3 separate regions of the Mus musculus genome follow, and all the other regions are linked to region 1. The links are chromatin contacts, called in public HiChIP or PLAC-seq maps. All regions are on one chromosome and are shown on one strand. The core of a region is the stretch at or near the end of the contact, and the rest is flanking DNA. Distances in the headings are between cores, read along the strand shown. Region 1 has its middle 160 kb from the start of Gm25633. Region 2 has its middle 9.9 kb from the start of Gm25633. Region 3 has its middle 98 kb from the start of 2310003N18Rik.

The links. HiChIP or PLAC-seq counts read pairs in DNA pulled down with a chosen protein or histone mark.
Region 2: a FOXA1 HiChIP or PLAC-seq map of pancreatic cancer cells shows a contact between it and region 1. The contact joins two enhancer-like sites. A contact is called at or near these places in 6 of 39 promoter capture datasets (the 3T3-L1 cell line, 3T3-L1-derived adipocytes, epiblast stem cells and 2 more), 1 of 15 datasets of contacts at CTCF or cohesin (the NIH/3T3 cell line), 11 of 484 Hi-C or Micro-C datasets (the N1E-115 cell line, cerebellar granule neurons, cerebral cortex and 8 more) and 2 of 115 datasets of contacts at active chromatin or transcription factors (fibro-adipogenic progenitors and pancreatic cancer cells).
Region 3: a contact with region 1 is called in an HNF4G HiChIP or PLAC-seq map of pancreatic cancer cells. The contact joins two enhancer-like sites. A contact is called at or near these places in 1 of 15 datasets of contacts at CTCF or cohesin (the NIH/3T3 cell line), 4 of 484 Hi-C or Micro-C datasets (the N1E-115 cell line, cortical neurons and uterus) and 1 of 115 datasets of contacts at active chromatin or transcription factors (pancreatic cancer cells).

Annotation. Positions count from the first base shown.
Region 1 is chr9:49,978,758-49,983,695 of GRCm38.p6, reverse strand. No RefSeq gene overlaps it. Among named protein-coding and RNA genes, the nearest start is that of Gm25633, 160 kb to the right of the region's middle. Within about 2 kb of position 2,600, at least 91 of the 459 cell types and tissues checked have an H3K27ac peak or open chromatin away from gene starts, as enhancers often do. A contact at or near this core is called in the N1E-115 cell line, the NIH/3T3 cell line, muscle stem cells and 2 more, where this site is marked.
Region 2 is chr9:49,813,641-49,818,578 of GRCm38.p6, reverse strand. No RefSeq gene overlaps it. Among named protein-coding and RNA genes, the nearest start is that of Gm25633, 9.9 kb to the left of the region's middle. Within about 2 kb of position 2,143, at least 40 of the 459 cell types and tissues checked have an H3K27ac peak or open chromatin away from gene starts, as enhancers often do. A contact at or near this core is called in the N1E-115 cell line, the NIH/3T3 cell line, muscle stem cells and 2 more, where this site is marked.
Region 3 is chr9:50,132,488-50,137,425 of GRCm38.p6, reverse strand. No RefSeq gene overlaps it. Among named protein-coding and RNA genes, the nearest start is that of 2310003N18Rik, 98 kb to the left of the region's middle. Within about 2 kb of position 2,130, at least 8 of the 459 cell types and tissues checked have an H3K27ac peak or open chromatin away from gene starts, as enhancers often do. A contact at or near this core is called in pancreatic cancer cells, where this site is marked.

The DNA of each region.
Region 1 (4,938 bases), core at 1,351-3,850:
CCCTCCCTCCCTCCTTCCATCCTCATTTTTCTTCTCCCTCCCTCCTGCCTTCCTTCTGTCCTGACCCACCACTTTTTTTTTTTTTTACAATTTTTTTATTAGGTATTTTCTTCATTTACATTTCCAGTGCTATCCCAAAAGTCCCCCATACCCTCTCCCCCAACTCCCCTATCCACCCATTCCCACTTCTTGGCCATGGCGTTACCCTGTACTGAGGCATATAAAGGTTGCTCGACCAATGGGCCTCTCTTTCCACTGATGGCTGACTAGGCCATCTTCTGATAAATATGCAGCTAGAGACACGAGCTCCAGGAGGTACTGGTTAGTTCATATTGTTGTTTCACCTATAGGACTGCAGATCCCTTTAGCTCCTTGGGTACTTTCTCTAGCTCCTCCATTGGGGGCCCTGTGATCCATTCATTAGCTGACTGTGAGCATCCACTTCTGTGTTTGCTAGGCCCCGGCATAGTCTCACAAGAGACAACTATATCAGGGTCCTTTCAGCAAAATCTTGCTAGTGTATGCAATGGTGTCAGCGTTTGGAGGCTGATTATGAGATGGATCCCTGGGTATGGCAGTCTCTAGATGGTCCATCCTTTTGTCTCAGTCTCTATAATTCCTTCCATGGGTGTTTTGTTCCCAATTCTAAAAAAAAGTCAAAGTGTCCACACTTTGGTCTTTGCTCTTCTTGAGTTTCATGTGCTTCGCAAATTGTACCTTATATCTTGGGTATTCTAAGTTTCGGGGCTAATATCCTTATGTGCTTTGCAAATTGTATCTTATATCTTGGGTATTCTAAGTTTCTGGGCTAATATCCACTTATCAGTGAGTACATATCATGTGAGTTCTTTTGTGATTGGGTTACCTCACTCAGGATGATGCCCTCCAGGTCCATCCATTTGCCTAGGAATTTCATAAATTCATTGTTTTTAATAGCTGAGTAGTACTCCATTGTGCAAATGTACCACATTTTCTGTATCCATTCCTCTGTTGAGGGGGGAATCTGGGTTCTTTCCAGCTCCTGGCTATTATAAATAAGGCTGCTATGAACATAGTGGAGCATGTGTCAGTTTTTTCACCAACACACTGACCCATTCACATTCTTAGGAATCTTCTCCTTTCTTAATAATCTTCTCTATTTCTATTTCCTACCAGGAGTCCCCAGGTCAATTTATTGCCTTTGGTCATAAGAACCTGGACACGTTAGCAGGTGTCTGGAGACTCAAATCAATATCTATAACACTGGTTGCCACTCAGCAGGAAGTTAGATGAGGCTCTTCTTGATGATTTTGGTCTTGAAAATAATTTTGTGTTCTGGGATTGACCAGGGCATCAAGGTCCCTCCTCTCCATTTTATATTTCTAAGCCCCCAACTATTGCCAATAGCTTTAACCTCTGGCCTGTTCTAGTCTCTGTGTCCCCCTTCTTACTTATAATCTCCCTGATTCCTCAGGTCTTCACTTATATCTGTATCAGTTCAGCCACTCATAAAGAGAACTGGATGCTGAGGCAGTGTGTGCTCAGAAGCTCCAGGATCCCTGCAGCAAAAAGTCTCTCCCAGCGACTGTCCTTTCTTTTTTCTTTTTTTAAAGATATACTTATTATAATACATAAATACACTGTAGTTGTCTTCAGACGTGCCAGAAGAGGGCGTCAGATCTCATTACAGACAGGTGTGAACCACCATGTGGCTGCTGAGATTTGATCTCAGGACCTTCAGAAAAGCAGTCAGTACTCTTACCCACTGAGCCATCTCGCCAGCCTGTGACTGCCCTTTCTATACCCATATAACTCAGGCCTATGGAGGGAATTCATTTTACACTTGGCCCTTAGTTATTGGGGAAAAAGGATGCACACAAACACAGTAGAAGCTTACATATATTTACACATATGGTCAGATGAGCCTAATAAACATGTTTGTCCAAATGGTTGTACATAGGCAAACAGTCAAAAGACTACATCAAACATACATGTTCGTGTACGCACATGCACACACACAAACACACACACCCTTGCATATCCATTACTAATTAAAATTTGCTACCTCTCTTGATTCCATTTGTAACTTTAGCATCTGCAATAGTAAATGGGATAACGTGAGTGTGCCTTTAGCTTTTAGTGGATAAGTACATGAAGCACACGATGACCAAAGAAAATCGCCTTGGACTCCAGTCTGAGTCAGAATCCTTGGAGATTGAACTACCCCATATAGAGAGACAAAACTCCAGGTAGTGTGACAGGGACATCTGACCTTTCCCTTACTCTTAGTAAACTTCCAGCCAGGTGGAACTCAGGTGTCCCTGCACACCTGGTTTCTATCACAGATGTTCCTCCCTAGGCAGAATTCCTAATTCTCCACCACACTCCCGCTCCTAACCATATCTGCAAGTCCCTACATCACAAGAAAGATTGTTTTGATATTTGCCATAACATTTCCTGTTTTTCTTTATTTCTCAAACTGTGACAGATTTTTTAGGAGCTTCATCATGCCTACCAGGCTATCCTCCACCCTCTACAGTATGTCAGTTCCATGGATCTAGGGAGTAACTTCCTTCCCACCAACATGGGCTGCCTCCCAGCCTCACTAGTCACCAGCAGTGAGTCATGAGGAAGGAAGGAGCCCTGCTGCTTCTCAACATTGCCTGGAGCTGGAGCACATGGCTCAGGTTGTCCCTGCCCCCGCCTCTGGCTTGAGGCCAGTGGCCAACTAACATCTGCTGGTGGCAGGGGGTGGGGAGCAGATTCAACAGAGCAGCTTCACATCCAAGCTCTCTCTCATTTAACCCTTTCAGTAGCCCCATGTGACATAAATTTCTATCCTCCTTTTATAGCTGATAAAACAAGGCGCCAGAAAGCCCAAGCTCGCATAGCTAGTTGGAGACAGCACTGGAATACATCTGTTTGGCCCTTTGTATTCTGCCAGGCTGGTCCATGGTCTATCTCTCAAGACCATGGTTGGGGAGGTATTGATGGTGATTCCAGCCCTATACCAACCGGATCCTTTTCCTTCCTGAGTGAGGTCAGAGTCTTTTGTTCCTGGCTGACCTCACTATGTCTTCTAAGTAGGCCTGCCTCATGGGGTTATATACTTTGCTGCCTGCATGAATGGACCCGGGTGACCTCCAAGGTGGACTGAACTCCAGCCAAGATTCCTCGGGCAAAATCTGTGTTGGCCCAATGGGGGTGTCTCATTCTTTCTAATGCACAAAGGTCTTAGTGAAGGTTTGGAAAGGCTGGGTTTTAAGAAACCAAGAATATTTAAGTGCCTTGGAAATCGTTCAAGAGAAACACTTTAATGTAGTCCAGGCTTGCTGGCCAGAAACTGTGAGGTTTTCTTTGACTCCTGCACCTAACCAGATGCCCGGATTCAGGTGCACACATGCAGGTGGAGCTAACCAGGTGTGCTTATTTGAACAGAGCCAAGGGAGACAAAGGGGGAGGCAGCAGAGGCTGCGGAGAACAAGGAAGAAAGAACAGGCAGATGCATGATTGGGAGACTATACTTTAAGAATTATTATTATTATTATTATTATTATTATTATTACTACCATTACTATTATTATTTCTACAAATGGTATTTTAAGTGTTACAGCTCTGGGGGGAAGGTATCCTGGCAGTCAAGAGCCAAGGTATACCACAAAGTCACGCTGCACAACAAATCTCATACAAGACATCTATTGAGAAAGACATAACAGGGTGGCTGCCTCTTCTCATGAGAGGAACAGCATAGAACTGAGCAGGAGGCAGGCTTTATGTAGGGTTCTTGGTGGGGGTGTGTGTGGATGGCAGCTTTCCAGGATGACCTGGTATTGGTAGAATTCTGTGGCCTGACCTTGGAGAAAGCTCAGGGACTGGTGTGATTCTTTGGCCTGATCTTGGGCTTCTTGTGTGTGAGTGTGTGTGTGTGTGTGTGTGTGTGTGTGTGTGTGTGTGTGTTTAGGTCAGTCTGAGTGCCTGCATCTCAAGGGGGTTGTAAAGGGTTGTTACAACCCTTAGAACAGTTTGGGGGTGGGGGCCTGGCTACTGGTACCTCAAGGGGCTTACAGTAGTAGTATTGAAGCTCTTTCCTACCAGGAAATGACAAAGGAAAATAGGGAATAGGAGTGAGGACTGGATGTTGCAGGTAGACACATTTTATCTCAGCACTTGCTATGATTCCCTACAGGACTTTCTAGGATCTGACAATCTGCCTGGGGAGGGAGTGGTACTCCCCATCTTCTCTAGCATCATCCTCATCCCCAGGACTCCTCAATTTCTGTGGTCCAACCATATTGGCCTCTTAGATACTCTAGCTTCCCTTTTCCCTTCTTCTAGCTTCTTACCCCAATTTGCTTAACACTAAATTCAGGTAGGTACTGCACCATATTGTATGTAATTATAAAACTTGTCATTTTGTATTGTGTGACTAGAATTAAAGATATATTGCTACTTGATGGCATTAAGTTGTTAGGTGGAAATTACTCTACTTAAGAGTAGCCCATGATGCTAAGTAAGGAGGCACACTCCTGTAATCCAAGTATTTGGGAGAGAGAGATGAGTGATCAGGAGTTCAGAGCCAGCCTGGACCACAGAACAAGTTTTAAGGTCAGCCAGGACTGTGTGAGACCCTTTCTCACAAATAAGGAAGAGGAGAGTAAGGGAAAGGAAGAAGAATGGGAAGAAGAAAGGAAGGAAAAGGGAGATATAGAGAAAATAAAAAGGAGGAGAAAAGGTAAAAGTAAAAATAAACTAAGTAAATAAATAGCATACAACACTAAACCTTCAAGGAATAGATGGAAGTCCTGAGGGGTAAGGTGGTTCAGGACCTTGTGTGGCAAAATTAGTAGCAAAACTCTTCTTTTGAGAAGTTGAGGGATAGTTATATTTCTCCAGGAGAAAGTCTTGGGAGGAATCAGGTAATGAAGAGTAAGGTTTTAGGGTGTGGCAAGATGGGGCATC
Region 2 (4,938 bases), core at 894-3,393, 160 kb after region 1:
GCAAGCCCAGGTGACTGAATTCCCCCCAGATAGTCAACCCTCTCCTCTAAGCTGGTCCCACTCTGCATATTTTCTATTTTGATCCTCGTTTTGTTCATGAAATGGCAGTCATGATTTAGAGTGACATGTTGTTGCTATGGAATCTTACTTCTCTCTGTTTCTAGTCTACGAAGGATGTGCAAGCTCTTAAATGCCTGCCCATGAGTTATTCCTCAAGCGCCACACTGATTTGCTGTGGATGGGCTGGGCAGCTGTTCAAACCCAAACTCAAACCAGGGATAGTCACAGAGTCAAAGGTTGGGGTGGTGGTGGTGGTGGTGGGGGGGGGCTAGACCTGCAGAGCACATTCAATAAAAACCAGGCAAATGTCTAAGTCATGCCCTGTAACTTTGTCTTGAAGGGTTTTGATGATTTGAGCATTACAGCTGTGGCTTCAGCGGATACTTGCCCAGCATCCACAGCTCTTTTTTATTCCATGTATTGCACTCAGAACTACATTTATTACCTAACTTTCATAAGGAGAAATGTGACATTCATTCTGTATGAATGAAGCTTCATGTTCTCCTGACCTGGAAGCACACATAAGGGAAAGACTAATTTTATTGCCCTGATTTCAATATTGACTCACCTCAGGGAAGGATTTGACAGCCAGTCCTCTAGAGCACAGTCACATCTAAGACAGACACATCTTGGTTTTATTGACTATTGGATAGCTAGCACTGGGACTTGAGAATGAATATATAGTAGGTGACCAATACGCACATTTAGATGGCTGATTAGTATAATATAAATATATATATATTGTATATAATATAGTGTATAGTTTAAAGTATATAGTATATAGTACAAAGTACAGAGTTCATAGTACATAGTATATGGTATAAAGTACATAGTACATAGTATATAGTATAAAGTACATAGTACATAGTACATAGTACATAGTACATAGTATATAGTATATAGTATAGAAGAAGTACCAGACTCAGTCTGCTTTCCAGCTGTGTCAAATGTCTCATCTACAGAATGAAGATAGTGGATCTCACATCTTCTGGAACCACCAATGCCGGGAAGCATTGGCTACCTAGAGAACAGCCCATCCCTCTTGAAGGATGATATTTTCAAGTTTTTTGTTGCGGTTGTTGTTTTGTTTTGTTTTGTTTTGTTTTACCTAAAACCACAGCTATCACCCATCTTCTTTGTTCATTCGTGTTCCTCTTAGTAGTATGGAAGCTATCTTTTCCTTCACATTGCTTCAAATAGTGGGACACCATAGTGGGTCCCACGATAGTGGGATCTCACAGTTTCCCACAGATCCTAGTGACACGAATCTCAAGACAAATGGCTGGAGAGTGTAACACATACGATCAGGAAGCTCCCTTTTCTTCTGGAACACTTGATTTCTAGGACACAATTCAGACCTATCAGTTTTAAAGATTGCATGATACTAATAGAGTAATTAGCATTCATTAGAGTGTGGGAGGTTACTGGACCTTAGGGGGGAAAGACTCTCCATTTAAATTTGGCCTGACACAGGGTTGAAAGAACTGGGATTCTCAAGGAATTATATGCTAATTTTTGATCAGGTAAAGACCTTGGAATTGAAATGTTAATTAATTAGTCATACAACTCTTTTTAATTTGACTATGGGCTCCGCCATCTCTTAACTTCCCTGTACCGTATTAAAGCTTTATTACCGAACCCTGGGATTTATTGAGTGCCCGTGCCTTGCAAATGTTATCACACTTAATCCTTATAACAAACCCATGAAGAAGGTCCAATTAGTATGCTGACTCACATAACAGGAAACTTAGGATCAGTGAGCAAGGGTAACCTTTTCAAGGTCACCAGGCAGAGTGTCAAGACCTACTTAGATCCTCTGACACGGAACTGCTTTTAATCTCTGGCTATGTCCATAGAGACACACATTCCCGCAGGAAGAAAAGCAGTCTAGATGCAGTTCGCTGGCGCACCGTTCATGCTATCTACCCCCGCCCCCCGGTTGGTGCTCAATATGTTGAATGGCTCGAACATTCCTGCTGGGGTATTGGCCATGGGTCAAAGCTGGATCCATCATAGCTCAGTACATTAGAGCTCAGGTTTCACATCTGTGAAGTGAGGGGGACGGGCTGAATCATCTCTAAGTTTCCTCTTAGACTTAAAGAACTATGTTGCTTGTCTGAAAGGAGGATGAATCAGAGTTTAGCAGCCACAGACTAGCAATATGAGCCGATACAACATTCCTTTGTACAGAATGTTCCCTCTGCTCAAAATACCCTCTCCCCACTTGTTCACTTGGCAAATGCCCAATGAGCAGCCCAGCTGGCCTCTGAGACTCTGTCCTTGACCTCTCCATCAATGCACATTCCATCCCCAAACACACACACGCACAGTGATTTCCTTCTTAGGCCCTCCTGGGTATGCAGTGCATTACTGTGATTATTTGATTATGGGCTGTCTTTCCATCCTCACACCCTGGACTCCAAGCTCCATGAAGACAAAAACTGCACACTATTTTCTCTTCAGGCTCTACCTTCCAGCCTGGCCCACAAAACAAATATTCAATAAATGCCCTTTTCAGGAACTGAATGAATGAGCAGGGCATGTGTGGAGGAGCAGGAGGGGACAATTTGACCTTAATGGAGAATCTAAGCCAGAACACAGTGAGAAATTAGCGGTAGTTTGATGGGAAGAGAATGAAGCACAGAAAAGTGTATTGAGACCCAGTACCCCAGGCAGTGCGGGGTCCTTGTTCCATTCTGAGGTGGGAGGGGTGACAGGAAGAAGAAAAAACATGAAAAAAGATCAGTGCAAACCTCCTCCTCAGCTTAAAAAAGAAGTGATCGTAAATGAACCTGATGTTTTTCTTCACAGACCGTTAATTCATCCACAGCTCAACACTATAGGCTACACTCAACTGCAGCAAACAGCAGAACATCGCCACGAATCTCAACTCCCACGAGACCTTGCAGGATTGCAAGATATTGCAGGCATACCTGAGCTATATGAAGACATAAATTTACAAAACCAAAATGAACAATATTTAATAAATTACCAATAGTGCAAACACTTAACTAGAAAAAGTTCTATCTACTATCTATCTATCTATCTATCTACTATCTATATATCTATCATCTATCTTTCTATCATCTATCATTCATTTATCATCTACTATTTGTCTTTCTATCTATTATCTATCTATCATTTATCATCTATCTACTATTTATCTTTCTATCTATTATCTATCTATCTACTATCTATCTACCTATCATCTATCTTTCTATCTATCATCTATCATTCATCTATCATCTACTATTTGTCTTTCTATTATCTATCTACCATTTATCATCTATCTACTATTTATCTTTCTATCTATTATCTATCTATCTATCTATCTATCTATCTATCTATCTATCTATCTATCTATCTATCTACCTACTTCGTATACACACTCACAGTCCTGAGAAGTTCTTGGACACCATCTTGCTATTACATTGTGTTTGCATTCATTTCAATTATTCACTTGCACAAAGGCCAAAAGCCATGCTCAGATCTAAGGGGGAAAAAAAGCCTGATTATTTTAGCTTAATAAAATGTAATAAAGATTAAAAGTCTTTGGTATTTGTTTGTATTTGGAATATAGAACACACATGTTTATTTATAACACATGCATCTTTTGAGCCTTCTGAAATGTAAGATAACACTAAAATACGTGCATTGCAATGGGATATGTGAATGACTAAAATAGATGGGAGCTCAAACAATGCATTCCATTTCCCGCCAGACAACCCCATGCCTCATGTAAACAGCTGAACAGGTGACATTTCCTTTGGAAGTCAAGCAAGCCTCTTCATTTTGTGCATTTTGGAGAAACCAGACCTGGGAAACAGTCCAGTCTCAGTTATTGATGAAGAGGGCATGGCTATGTTTACCCAAGTGATTGGCCCTTTTACCAAGTGGTTGCATCATTTTGAAATCTTGGACTCTATACTTCATGGGCAGTTTTAGAGTGCAGAATATTCTTCCTTAGGCGGAGAAGGTCAGAATATGTGTGTGTGATGTGTGTGTGTGTGTGTGTATGTGTGTGTGTGTGTGTGTGTGTGTGTGTGTGTGTGTGTTTCAAGGTGGAGGGTGGAGGGGAGGGCCTCAGAGAACTTGTCACTGGTGTTTGGTAACTGCTTTGGGGTAATTAGGCTTGTCCGTGACTAAGTGTGATCCACTAGACAACAATGTGAGAAATTGCCTTCAGTGTGGAACGAGCTTGTTTGGATCACCCATGACTCAACGTTTATGAGGGAAGGTGAGGTGTTGTCGTGAGTCTAGATTCTTTCAAGAATTTTCAGGGTAGAGCAACTCAGCTGATGACTTACTGCTGTCTGTGTGGGGGACAGTGCTGTTCTCCAAGTTTGGCTTTCTTCTGCATAGTTATCGTTTTTTTTAAGTTTCTAGCTGATTGCTAAGGTATCTTTTCCGAAAGATGTTAAAATCAACCTCAGTCTCTAATGTTCCCATTATACCAAAAGTCATGGCAGGAGGAGAAGGCTATTTTCTTCCATATACTTAGAAGCCTTGCTATAATACACATTTTAGCCAGAGATGGGCTATTACGTAATAGGTCTTCAAACTAAGTCCTGGGTGTTAAAACTCTGCAAGATTTCATGCTCTTACGATACTTGTAAATCTGTCGGTGAGCTTGAGTCACATCACAAAGATCCATCCATTCTTCACTGACACTCATGTATATTTTAGAGATAACTTATCTTCATCCTGATTTTGATCTTCCGTGGGTAATGGCTCCCAACTCTCTAGATTTATGTTCATCTGCCACTGGTCCCTTTGAAGACTCTTAATCTCTCTCCCCTAGCTGTGAGTATAGAGTAGTGAGAAAGACTACAGACTTTGGGACCTATGGCAGGCATGGTTGTTCATTAAATAGTCCTG
Region 3 (4,938 bases), core at 881-3,380, 150 kb before region 1:
GAAAATTCTGCTTGAATCGCAAGCAGCCTTATCACTTCCTAGCTCTATGGCCTTGGAGACATCTCTAACTTAACTCTCTAATTCTAAAATAAAATTCACAAGATGATTGGAGGATTAAAGGGGATAATGAATGTCAAGGGGTTTTGCAAGCACTGGGTGCTGTGCATCTGGAGTGGTGCAGCTCCATCTTCCTGAGGAGGCTGAGAGCACAGGAGTGACTCTGATGAAGACCAGTCCAGTCCAGTCTTATTCAGAGCCACAGATAAGGCTGTTTCTGCTATTAGGTGACAGTGATGGCAAAAGTCGAGTTGTTCTTCCTTGGTTGCCCTGCAGAGCCCAGACTAAGCTTCGCTCAACAATGGATTGACAGGCTTGACTCTGTTGATACTTTCATAGCTGCCACACCACATGGGGTAGGCAAGGCATCTCCAGCATAAGTCCCAAGGAGCCCAGATCAAGCCTTAATTGAGGGAGCTATTTGGAGCATCTGCAGAGGATGCACACAAGGGCTATGAATTGCTGTTCTTTTCTGCCTGCCTTGATTCATGGTCCGACTGCCAGGAGAGGACCTCTCTGATGCTCTCAACTCCATTATCTTGAGCTCTTCCTACCCTGGCCACTGCCCCATTTTCTCCTCTTAACACTTGTCCATTTGGCAGGCCAGCCTGGTAATAGCTCCAGGAAAGACAGATTATCAATCCTTCTCCAGAAAAGACCAATTACTCATGGCCTCACCCAGTGTTTTATAAAAGAAAAAAAGAATGACAAGGGGAAGGTTACCTCTTGTTGCCACCTGGGGGCTTTGCCTGAGAGTGGAAAGCAGATCTGGCTGGACTAGAGCAAGGCAAAGGGCAGGATGCTGATGGGAAAGGATTTGGATAACAGGATGCGAAGGTGGAGATCGTTCAGCATGAGGCTCCCATGCCAGGCTGCATGCATTGCCAGGGCCACTTGGCGGTATGCCTGGGCCAAACCCACCAAGTGTACATAAACTGTACTCTGCTAAGTAATTCAAAGCATCATATTTTTTGCCATAAAATGAGAAAGATATATTTTGATGCAAAGTGCATGAATTTTGCATGAATTTTTAAGGAAATCAAGACTTCTAGTGTTTTTCTTGTCTTCTCATCGGTTTATTTCTCCCGAGACTTAGAAGTATGCATTTCTTCTCTAATGTCATTAGGGTATTTTATTCAATCATTCGCATAACTGTTCACTTACTCAAATATTTATTGAGTGACAGCTATGTGCCAGGCTGCAAAGTACACATGGACCTTGATCTCCTGGTAGTTGGATCATGGGGAGAATTCTTGAAAGCTAATGAATCATTATTCCATTATTTGGGAGATAGCGACCTTCTCACCACAGAAGTGGTGAGAACACAGATAGCAGCAGTTCCTTTTCGAATGGATGAGGTAACAACATGGGCTTTCTACTTTGGATAATACATTTATATTGGATACATTATCGATGGCTTTCTACGTGGGATAGTACAGACAGATTTCTACAATGCTTTCTAACGCAGGGTTCCATGCTTTTTTTTTTTTTTTAAGATTAATTTTATTTTCAGGTATGTATATATGTGTATCTCTCTCTCTCTCTCTCTCTCTCTCTCTCTCTCTCTCTCTCTGTGTGTGTGTGTGTGTGTGTGTGTGTGTGTGAGTACAGGCAGCCACATAGGATTCTCCTGGAAAACACAGTTACAGATGTTTATGAACCATCTGATAAATGGCTGCTGGGAGCTGAACTCAGTTCTCTGGAAGAGAAGCACGTATCTTAACCACTGAGCCCTCTCTTCAGATGCCACACATAACACTATTATTAAAAATACTCAGCATTTATCATTTAAGAAATGATCTTTTTTTTTGCAGAAGATAAAACAAGTTCTCTGACTCAAGGCTCAGGGCTCTGTGGATTCCTTTAGTCCCCACACAGCATAAGAGTTAGAGAGCCCTCTAGGAAGAAGAGGACCTTGGGAGAAAATTTATTGCAAAAGTGGCTCAGAATGAGACCCTGGTGGGAGCTTTGGAGTGCTGATGGCGCTGGTAGCTTTGGGAAAGTAGGTAAAGTTGTTGTACTACATTAGTAGAGTGCCGTGTCTTAAGCAGTGCCCTTTGCATCTCCTGATTGCTGAGTAATGCCACATCCTGGCCACCAGCTTGTGACGGTTTCCCAGGTTGCTGTGTGACATCTCTGAGACATTTTGTGACCAGGCAAATGCCTAGAAAGTCCCCCAACACTGGTGAAACAGAAAAATACCCTCTTCCCATAGCATAGCTCCAGGGGCAAAGAAAGGCTGTTCAATACTATGGAGTCAGGATTCCACACTCTAGCTGTCTGGCTGATTTATTGCCTGGACCCAGGGTTAAGGTATGGGATATTTGACTCAGAGATGACTCTTCTGGGGAAACAGGAAGAACGTCCCTTCTTATGAGCCACATCTCAATCTAGCTGAAGGGAGCAATGAACACAGACATGAGATGGGGAAGGAGGCGAAGCAGAAAGAGAAAGTCAGTGAATGCAGAGAGGCTGTGATTCGCAGGAAGCCCTGTTGAACTTTCCTCTTCTCTCAAAGTGTAGCAATTCTCAAACACTTTCAGTGAAATGCCCACCAATTCAGAGATGTATGGTTCAGATGCCCAATCCCCACACGGAGGGAGGTCAGCTCTTTGGAAATAAGAAACAAACAAAGATCTCATAGCATCTGTGGATTTCTGCAGCTGAGCCTGGGGCAGAGGCGCAGGGCTGTTTGTACTGGGCTCTGAAAGCTCTGAGAGTAGAGTGGAGGGAGGGAGAGCCATTCCCAGGCAGCAGAGCTGCCCCTAGCATTGGGCGATAGATGATGTTTGCTTTCCTGGAACTCAGAACTTACCTCAGTTTCACTCAGGTTTACTGCCACTCCGTTCTAACAGGACGATTGGATGTCATTTTGCAATTTTTTTTACAATGAGCAGAATTCTGTTGCCCCTACAATTTACGCAGCCAGCTGCATTTTGTTTTTCTTCCTTTAAAATGATAGTGAGAGGACCTGGACAGTGAGGACAAATGAACTTGTCTCTAAGCTAAAAGGGCAGAGAGGCACCAACCGTCTCAATAATGGAGGAAAATGGTCTTTTAATAGAAAAGCAAAGTTGATGCCAAAGATAATAAACAGATATCTACCAGGTCAGGCATGATTCCTCTAATGTCTGCACCCAGGAGGCTGAGGTGGGACAGTATGGGCTTCAGGCAATCCTGGTGTGAGACACTGTCTCAATAACTTGCAAAACTTCAGTATAGACAGAACTGATGCTGATGTCTCCAATGTGGCCTCCACTGATGCCTCCACTGGGTGCTGTCCTTGCCCCTGGCAGGCTCAGAGGAAACATGCCAAACATGCTATCATCAAAGGAGCTTCCAGTTGGATAGATGAGTGACACAGGTGAAGTAGCCACCGAAACTGACCCTTGGGATTGGCAGGATAAGTTAAGCTGTTGGCAGAGAAGGTTTTTGTGGAATAGAATGGCTTATCTTGGCATGTAATGTTTCTACCAAAGATAGGTAGGTGTTCAATTATATCCCACATAAAATTCATATTTTGAAGCCCCAAGTTCTGTTACCCCAGAAATATGTCCTTATTTGGAAATAGAATTGTTGCTGATGCAATTAAGATGGTCTTGCTCTGGAAGAGTGAGTTCCCATCCCACATGACTGATGATCTTACAAATAGAAGAAAAAATGTAACTCCTGGCATCCACATGCACATAGAGAGGATCCCTATGGCAAAACCAGTGCTTCTATAAGCCAAGAGACATTAAGTGACTGTCCATGAAATACCAGAAGCTTAAGACAATACATTAGTTCATAATCTTCTGGAGAAACCAATCCTGGTCATACCTGGTATTTTTGTTTTTTCAGACAAGGTCTCTCAGTACCTAGTCCATACTTTCCTGGAACTCACTTTATAGCCTAGGGTGACTTTGAACTTGTAATTTTCCTTCCTCAGACTCTCAAGTGCTGGTATTAGAGGCATATGCCAGCAGGATGAGCCCTCTTAACATCTTGTTGGACTCTTACCCTTCATAATTGAGATAATATTTTTCTCTTGTTGAAGCCACTCCACTTCTGGTACCTTGTTTGGCCATCTCTAGCCTTGCAGGGCCAGCCAGAAGATATAATACTGTAAACAAAAGTTCCTAGGTGAGTATACACACACACACACACACACACACACACACACACTCACGAATGAAGTATAAGGTGACGTGAACAATAGCAATTCCATCCAAAAAGATGTTATAAAAGAACTGTGAATTCTGAGGACAAGGAGACTTACAAGTTTCCTATGCTCCACTGACCTCATAGCACCACTACCCAACCTGAGCAACTTCTAATAAAGTTGATTAAAATCTACTATGTTGATAGAGCAATACATTAAAATGGGGCACACACACTCACATACTCTACACACATACACAAACAACAACAACAAAAAAACCAAGCAACTAATCAACCCAAACAAACAAACAAACAAACAGCAACAACAACAACAACAACAAAAACAGAAAAATGTGTCTATGAACTCTATCTAAGTTCCTAGGGACAATTCTGGATGTCCCTGGATTATGTTTTATAAGATCAACTTCTGCCAATTTAATAATTTCTTAATCACAATGAATGATAAGGATGTTCAACCAAGTAATGACTACAGTATTATATTAGTCAGAGTTCTATAGAGAAACAGAACTTATAGAATAAGTCTATCTATCTATCTATCTATCTATCTATCTATCTATCTATCTATCTATCTACCTACCTACCTATCCATCTATCTATAGAAATGGAATTTATTAAAATGGATCACAGCTAGTCCAACAGTGGCTGTCTACCAATGGAAAATTCAAGAATCCAGTATTCAGTTCTTGAGGCCAAATATCTCTCTTGTTTTTCAGTATATAC